Regions from separate parts of the Mus musculus genome. Here regions 2 and 3 are each linked to region 1. A link is a contact called in public HiChIP or PLAC-seq and promoter capture Hi-C data. All regions are on one chromosome and are shown on one strand. Each heading gives the region's core, a stretch centred on a gene start, on an enhancer-like site or on the middle of the called end of the contact. The rest is flanking DNA. Distances are from core to core; before and after follow the strand shown. Region 1 holds the start of Endov (endonuclease V). Region 2 holds the start of Engase (endo-beta-N-acetylglucosaminidase). Region 3 holds the start of Alyref (Aly/REF export factor).

Region 1 (2,700 bases), core at 116-2,615:
CCTTGGCTCTTTTGTCTTAAGGTAAAGACAAACAAAAGGCTACAATCTAGAGCTGGAGAGCTGGTTCAGCAATTGCCAAATATGTGCTGCTGTTTCAGAGGGCCCAAATTCAATGCCTAGCACCCATGTCAAGAGGACCACAGGCTCCTGTAACTTGAGCTCCAGGGGAATCTAACTCTTCTGGTCTCCGTGGGCACCTGCATTCGTTACCAGACTTACAAGAATGAAAATAAATCTCTAAGAAAAAAAAAAAACACTACAGTCTGCTGAGCTCATGTCATTGAGAGGGAGATACACATTAGGTAAGGCTCTGGGTACTAAACGGACAGGATGGGTATTTGGGGTAAGAGACCTATACTAGAAACAGAAAGACTGGTCCTCATTAAGTACTCACCCAGCAGGAAATGAATGAGGCAGACTAATGCAATCAAGAATATAAAAACTACAGTTCTGCACCAAATCGTTGAGCATAGCCAACTTTGCGTTTTGTTTTGGGTTGACACCCTGTAGTGCCTAATCTTGTTTGTGGACTTGGCTATATCTGGAATGAACTAAAACCTAAGAGTCCAGATACCTGCCCTCTATCTAGGACACACCTTCTGGTGGCAGCCTGTATAAAAAGACATGAAAGAAGGAAGCTTTTGTTTTTTGCCTGCTTATGGCAAGCTCTAAATCCCCTTTATGTATTTTCTATCGGTTCTCTTCCTCTAGAAGAACCCTAACTAACACACACACACACCCTGGTCTGGAGGATCCTTTGTTTTTGTTTTTTCGAAATGGGATTTCTCCGTGTAGTCCTGGTTGTCTTAGAACTCAATTACTGTAAACCAGGCTGGCCTCGTATTCAGGGATCCTCTTTACTCAAATGCTGGAATTAATGGAGTGCGCCCACGCCCAGGACCCTCGACTTCACTGGTTTTTGAGTTCTTATTCCGGACTAATTTCTCACAATCGGTACAACTGAAAAAATCTATGCTGCAAAGGTGTCTCAAGTTTGCACAGAGGTTTTCTGCTCCGCAAGCGCGTGCTCATACGCAATGTGTCGATGTGCGGACCCGAACCTGGCAGTAATTGGAACCGCGTTACCCCAGGGCTCAGGGCTCCGTGTGTGCGAGGGATGCAACTGCTGGCCAATCTTTTCAGAGCGGGGCCGAAGCTGCTGGAGGGCTGGAGGCGCCAGGTAAGGCGCAGAGCTGGGCTTGCATTTCCCAAACCTGTGCGCCAACCCACCTACGGGACGGGACGCCGGCATCTGAGAGAGTCGCGCGGGAAGAAGTCAGCGCTCGGCGCCCAGCACTGCTGTGACAGCGGCCCCTGGTGGCGGCAACCTCAGCTGAAGCGGAGGGACGCTAAACGAGCGAGGCTAACAGCTCGGCGCCGGCGCTCCGGAAGTGACGTCCTCAAAGCCTCGAGGCGCTAGCCATGGCTCACACGGCCGCTGAGCGGCCGCCAGAGGAAACCCTGTCGCTGTGGAAAGGGTAATGGGGTCGGGGTCGTGCATTAGCCAAGGGGGTGGCCTTCTCCAGTGACCTCCGACCTCACAGCCCCTGTGGCGGCTGGGAAACTGACCCTCGGTGCTGCGGCACAGGCCTGCTCCGGGCCGCCGGCTGCCGGAAGTTGCAGCCAGCCTTTGTGGGCGTGGTCCTCGTTTCCGGTACCGGGGATTCCCATCGCCGAGAGCTTTTCCTTCTCAGTGTGGCTTGATGGACAAAAAGGAGAGAGGGTGGGCTGGGAGGGGGGACGCCCCGAGCGTCGCGCTCTTCCCATGGGCCCTGAGCCCGTTTGATGTTCGTGTCCTATTAGGGAACAAGCCCGGCTGAAAGCGCGCGTGGTGGATCGGGACACGGAGGCCTGGCAGCGGGACCCCAGCTTCTCGGGCCTGCAGAAGGTCGGGGGCGTGGATGTGTCCTTCGTGAAAGGGGACAGTGTCCGGGCCTGCGCTTCCCTGGTAGTGCTGAGCTACCCCGAGCTCAAGGTAACCCGGGTGGGATGTTGCGCCCGGTGCAGTTCGATCGTAGGCAGAGAGCCAGGGTCCAGTTTTATAAAATTTACTTTTTTTTTTTAATACTTGCACCCCGTAGTGTATATATATATATTTGATGCTAGGAAGCCGACTCAGGCCCTCGAATGTGTTAGGCAAGGGACTGATACACTTCCACCCCGTTTGTAGAGTGTAATGAATAGATTGGAATGCCTTTGAAGAAAAGTTTTCAAAAGCAAAAAGCAGAGGAAATATGGGCACCAGGATGCTTGTGATGTACATAAACTCCCACGGGTCTACATATATGTACACAAATGGTGAATTAAAAGTAGTTTTTAAAGGATCGACAGACAATTCCAGGTCTGGTTGTTGTGTTTCTGATCAGATGGAAGGGACTCGGAAGCCCAGGGACCTTAAAATTCTGAGGGGAAAGGTGTCCCAATGGAAAGGCATCGTGAGACACAAGGACCCGGGAACCACACAGCTCTGAGAGGAAGCCTCAGCCCCGCTCTCTCCACTTCTCTTCTCTTCTCTTCTCTTCCTTGCTTCTTTTCTGACAGGAGAGTTACACCAAGCAGGAAATTTTATGAAAGAGATTTATTGGAGGGAAGACTCCAGGAGGAGGAGGAGGGACTAATCTAGGAATGGCTGCCCTCTGCTCTCGGGGGGGGGGGGGGGGGGGGGGGGGCAGACAGCAGGAAACTGGACAAAGGGGCAGT
Region 2 (2,700 bases), core at 120-2,619, 1.0 Mb before region 1:
CGATCTACACAGCTTTCAAGATAGTTGTGTTTGCTCCACAAGGCGTTATAGTAGATGACTGTGTTTGGGCTTGTGACCTGCTACCTTCTCTCTGTCGCAGCCCCACACAGAGCTTCCCTCCCCACCCTGGGTCAGTGGGAAGAGGTGTCCTGCCAACTGTGTCCCACAGATCAGAGTGTCCTGCTCCCCAGCGTCCCTTCCCTGGCCGACTGGCCAACAGGCAATGTAACCAGGGCCTATATTCAACCACCTTAGTCACCATCCCCACCCTTGGCGTTTATGGATGCTTGGGGCCTCATAAAGCTCAAAGCCTGTAAACAGTAATAAAGAGGCCCAGAGAACTTGGCTTGGGCAAGCTGCTGTGGGGCCAGAAGCTGCAAGCTGCAGAGGGGTATTGGGCTCAGGGAGGAGAAGCCATTTCCTCGTCTTCTGGCATTTCTGCTCACCGCTCTGAACACAGGACCATCAAGGTTACTGTGAATCTCTTCTGTGCCCAGGTACTGTGGGAGGTGCCCTCTGGCAGATGCAGCTTCCTGGACCCTGAATACTTGAGAGGATTTATTTCCTGCAGAACACAGGCTTAAGAGTAAGAAGAATGCATTCAGGGGAAAACTATCCATGCTCACCATGCTGACCACCCTACAGGACAGATGGAAACAGTCCCTCCAGGTCAGCAGCACTGCCCCCATCTCTCCACCTGCCTTTACTCCTAGGTTTCCCATCGTACCTGGCTATAGCATCCCATGGAGCCCTGCCTCAAGCTGGTTATAACACCTCTTTCTTTTGTTCATTAGTAAGAAAAGACAATCGTCAGCCTGTGTTGGTTATCCAATTCCAAACGGTCAGCCCTGAAAACATTTGCATACAAGTAACATTAAAGGGACCGAACAGGTTGTGTTTATATATACACACACGTAGATGACAAACATTAAAGAAGTAAAAATCATGAATTTGAGAGAGATTGGATGAGGTACACAGGAACTATTGGAGGGAGGAAAGGGAAGGGAAACATGTAATTATATTTTAATTTCTTAAAAAAAGCAGAATATTACAGGTGCCTGTAATATTAGATCCCATCCAGGAATCCAGGGATCCAAGGAGCCAGGGACCCAGGGAAGCTAGGCCACCAGTCTCTGTGGCCCAGTTCCAGGGCTCATTGCTAACGTGTACCGACTTGGTTGTCGCTGGCAGATTGTTTCATTCGTCTGGAAAGAAAACTTCGTGGCTAACTCTAAATAACACTTTTTTGGGTCTCAGAACCTTGGGCTCAGGATCCACGCAGCCCCGCCTTTCTCCTAGACCCCGCCCATCAGGTCCCGCCCCGTCTCTCCGGTTATTTAACTCAGGCTCTACACCCGCCGCTTGCAGAACGTGGACAGATCCTAGCCGGAACTCGGTGCGAGCCAACCGCGGCGCTGCACACTCACCATTGGCTGAGAGCTGCGGCAGGGGCAGGCCCAGGCTTGCGATTGGCTGTTGGAGCAGTGTCTGGAGGGCTTAGCGGTCGGCAGTCGCTGACAGTCATGGAGACCTCGTCGGTGCTGACCCGGGGAGCTGCAAGGCAGCGGAGCCCCGCGGCCCCGGAGAAGCAGGCGCGGGACCAGACGGAGCGGAGGCCGGGGCGGCGGAGGCAGGGGCGGAGGTGCGCACGGCTGGGCTGAGCTCCAGGTCTGGGCTTGGGGTGGCCATGCTGCCTGTCGTGCAGCGCGACACTGTCTGTCGCTTGCGGACAAACCTACGTCCCTCCATCCTTCTATCCCCGGTCGCAGACGGGCCACCCGAGCAAGTTAGCAGCTCCCTTGTTCCTAACCTATGACGGACCCTGTCCCAGCCCATCGGGATCTCGTTCTGGCAGTCTGGCGCCAAGGCTACTGCACCTTCCTTTGGCCCTATAGATTAGGCAATCCCGAACATGGATGGCTTTCTGTTCGTGTAATATTTGAACTGAATCTTTAGGGACGAGGACTGTACTAGGTGGATCAGAATGAGCAAAGGCACAAAGGCAAAGAAGTGGACAGACATACCCCCCTGGTCCAGGGTTGTAACCCCGTGGTCGGTGGGACACTGGGAAAGGTATCAGCACAAACTTGATGTGTCCTGCTTCGTTTTTAAACCCACAGCAGTGAGACAGATGGGCTATTCAGACTTTAGGATGGTTGCTGACCGACGGGAAAGGTATTTGTGGGTAGAAGCCATCCTAAGAGGTCCTTTTCCTTCTTACTGGAGGGACATTCAGGTGACAGGTGGGCATGGGCAGACGGGATGACTTTGAGTTCCTTTGGGTGCAGCTGAAGGATAAAGGAGTCAGCCAGGGGGGCGCCATCTGGAAGAGGAGTATTTGGTGGTGAGATTTCAAAGGCGGGTGTTTTGCATGGCCTGATGACACAGGCCTTTAATTCCAACTCCTTGATGGGGTGAGGCAAGAGGATCACAAGTTTGAGGCCCCAACCTGGTGTAGTGAGGCCACATCGCAAAAATTAAAATGGAAGGTCTTGAGAGAGATTCATGGCAGAGCACTTGCCTAGGATGTAGGAAGTTCTGGGTTTGAGCCCCTAGCACCACAAGAAAAAGATGACGTCTCCATTTTAGCCTGCTACTGTCTGGCCATCCCCGCAGTTCCAAAGGCTCCTCAGTTTACTTACAGAGGGACAGTGTGATTGATGGCAGAACCTGAGGAGGGAGCTCAAGTCATTCCTGATG
Region 3 (2,700 bases), core at 131-2,630, 1.1 Mb after region 1:
AGTTCTGGCTATATCAAAGCTAATTCCCAAAATTATGCCTTGTAACCAGAGAACTCTAAATGCCTCTGAGGTCCAGTTTATAAAGAAATTTAAAAAGACACAAAATCCAAGAAGGGAGGGGAAGAGAAAAAAAATATTTCGAAGGCATGGAGAACCATGACCCAGGTAAGACCCAGGAAAGATCGCCAGTTAAGATCCAGCACAGAGACGCAGGCTGGAAGATACTCTCAGCCACCTTTCTCAGCATCTGGGAGATGCTGGACTTCCTTCTCCTATCAGTTCACCATATCGAGCATAAATCTGAGAAGCAAGCACCTTTCGGTCATGCTGGGACCGGAGTTGTGGCCAGTCTGTGCAGGTTAGAAACTGTAAGCTCTGGCACAGGGCAGGCGCTCACAGTTTGGACAGCAGACAGGACTCATTTTTAGGGGGGCGCGCGCACACACACACATACACACACAGTGTGTGACATCTTCCTGCAGCCTGGCTTATGGGGTCGTGCTCAAACCCTACTTTTTCTGAGGCCAAGGCTCTCAGGGTGACAGTGGCTGGCTCTGGGCAGCCTAGGGGAGGGCAGGTTCCAATCTGTAAAGGATCCTGGAGCCCACGTCCGCGTGGGACGAGGAAAGCGGAGAGCTCCCGTCTCCTACCTGAATATCAGCATCTGACACTCCGAAGTCCAGGTTGGACACCAGCAGCTTCCCGCCGGTCTCCACGCCGGCTCCACCCCCGAAGCCGCTGTCGAAGAGGTCGTGCTGCCATTTGTCGGGAAGTTGTTTCGGCTGGAGAGAAACCGTAAGCACAGAGACACTCGTGAGACTCGTCCCGGGAGCCCGCGACACCTCGGCGACGCTCTCCCGTCGGCCCCGCGGCCAAGGTCGAGGAGCCCCGAGAGTCCCCCAGCCCCGCCGCTCCGCTACGGACACCCAAGTTCTCTCGCAGCGGCCCCCGCCGCCACGAGGCTGGACCACGACCGGACAAAGCGTCCCGGAAGATCCTGGCCTCGGGACGGCCTCGCCCCCGCCCACCCCTCGGCCGCGGTCCCGCGCGGGACGCTCACCCGGTCCCGGCCGGCCCGGGCGCACCCTCCCCGGCCCGCGCCGCAGGTCCCCGCACTCACTCTGCTGTACGGCGCCGGCCGGTTCCTGCCGCCGCCTGCGGCGCCGCGGGCGATGGCGGGCCGGTTCCTCATAGGCCCGCCGCCTCGATTCACCCGCGCGGCGGCCTGCACTGCGCCGCCGCGGCCGCCCTGGGAGCCGGCCCTGCCGCGACCCCGGCCCCCGCCGCGGCCTCCTCGCTGGCTCCGGTTCAGCTTAATGATGTCGTCCAAAGACATGTCCATTTTGTCGGCCATGGCGGGCGCGGATTCGGGCCTCGGATCGAGCCCGCGCGTCAGCACGCCGCGGCGTCACTTCCGGCGCCTCCCCCTGCCTTCCGGCGTCGCGGGCCCGAAGCGAGCGGCGATTGGTCTGGGCGCGCGCGATTCCGCAGAGCGCCTGCGTACGGCTCGCCGCGGTGGCTGGCGCTACTTCGGAGGAGCCCGACGCGGCGCGGTCGTTTTTATACATTCCCGCGCGGAGGCAACGGAAGGGCGGGGCGCCTCGTGATTAGGCCGCGGAGGTGCGAGGGCGAGCAGGGGGCGGGGCCTGCGGGCGCCTCCCTGGGAGGCCGGAAGATCCTCGGGCGTCGCCTGGGTGCAGCGCAGTGTGCGCGTCCCGCGTCCCTCCTCACCGTGCGATCGTGGGGGTCCCGGCCGGTCCGTGGGTCCGACTTGGTTGTTTTTGCTCGAAGGCTCGGTCTCCTGACGAGCTGGCGTCCTCACCCCTGCTTTAACTTCGCGGATTAGTGACAGTCACTCTTTCCATATCTTTAAAAGCGAGGCCCTGGTTAGTGAAAACCAATGTTTTGCGTGGATGCGGAGGTTTTGTTTTTGTTTTTTTGTTTGTTTTCGTTTCCTGTTTGGCTGATCTGCTTCTGCCCCGGGATTAGAGGCGTGTGCCACCGTGCCAGACTACATGAGTGCAGATCTTTAAAGGCATCCTTAAAGGTGGCAAAATAAACTCGTGCCATTAATCCCACAGGCTCTCCTTGCCGTCTTTAAAGACAAACACGTGCCTTTTTCTTTCTTTTTGGTCGGGACGCACGGAATTTTGGAAGATGCCGTTCTTGACGAGTGCAGCACTTGCCGCAGCTCCATGACTTTGAGCTTAGGTGCTTTCGTATTCCGTACTAACTCCAGGTCATCCTCTTCCCTCAGGTCACAGGCTCTGTTGTCATGAAGGTGAAAATTAAATGTTGGAATGGTGTGGCCACTTGGCTCTGGGTAGCCAATGATGAGAACTGCGGCATCTGCAGGATGGCGTTTAATGGCTGCTGTCCAGACTGTAAGTGTCTTCCTATGCGCTCTCAGAACTTTAGCCTACTCCACCAGCCTAAAAATCCCTAGGTTTCCCAGCACTGGGTAGGCAGAGACTGGAGGATCTCTGAGTTTGAGTTTAGCCTGGTCAACAGGACAAGTTACCTAACCCTAACCGAAACCCCACCGGACAGTGGTGTTGCACGCCTTTAATCCCAGCACTCTGGAGGCAGAGGCAAGTGAATCTCTGAGTTCAAGGCCAGCCTGATCTACAGAGGGAGTTCCAGGACAGCCAGGGCTACACAGAGAAACCCTGTTTTGAAAAAAAAACAAAAAACAAAACA

The links. Promoter capture Hi-C pulls out the DNA fragments that hold promoters and counts their contacts. HiChIP or PLAC-seq counts read pairs in DNA pulled down with a chosen protein or histone mark.
Region 2: a promoter capture Hi-C map of embryonic stem cells shows a contact between it and region 1, with 2.8 times the contacts expected there. The contact joins the promoter of Engase here to the promoter of Endov in region 1.
Region 3: an H3K27ac HiChIP or PLAC-seq map of microglia shows a contact between it and region 1, with 6 times the contacts expected there. The contact joins the promoter of Alyref here to the promoter of Endov in region 1.

Annotation. Positions count from the first base shown.
Region 1 is chr11:119,489,982-119,492,681 of GRCm38.p6, forward strand. It overlaps Endov (endonuclease V), which reads left to right and starts at 1,366. Exons shown (of 9, transcript NM_001164636.1): 1 at 1,366-1,478; 2 at 1,804-1,975. The coding sequence starts at 1,423. It overlaps A930037H05Rik (RIKEN cDNA A930037H05 gene), which reads right to left and starts at 1,254. Exons shown (of 4, transcript NR_153849.1): 1 at 1,062-1,254.
Region 2 is chr11:118,475,463-118,478,162 of GRCm38.p6, forward strand. Engase (endo-beta-N-acetylglucosaminidase) reads left to right here and starts at 1,370. Exons shown (of 14, transcript NM_172573.3): 1 at 1,370-1,642. The coding sequence starts at 1,524.
Region 3 is chr11:120,596,985-120,599,684 of GRCm38.p6, forward strand. Alyref (Aly/REF export factor) reads right to left here and starts at 1,381. Exons shown (of 6, transcript NM_011568.1): 1 at 1,121-1,381; 2 at 651-782. The coding sequence starts at 1,354. Anapc11 (anaphase promoting complex subunit 11) reads left to right here and starts at 1,548. Exons shown (of 3, transcript NM_001038230.2): 1 at 1,548-1,886; 2 at 2,258-2,384. The coding sequence starts at 2,276.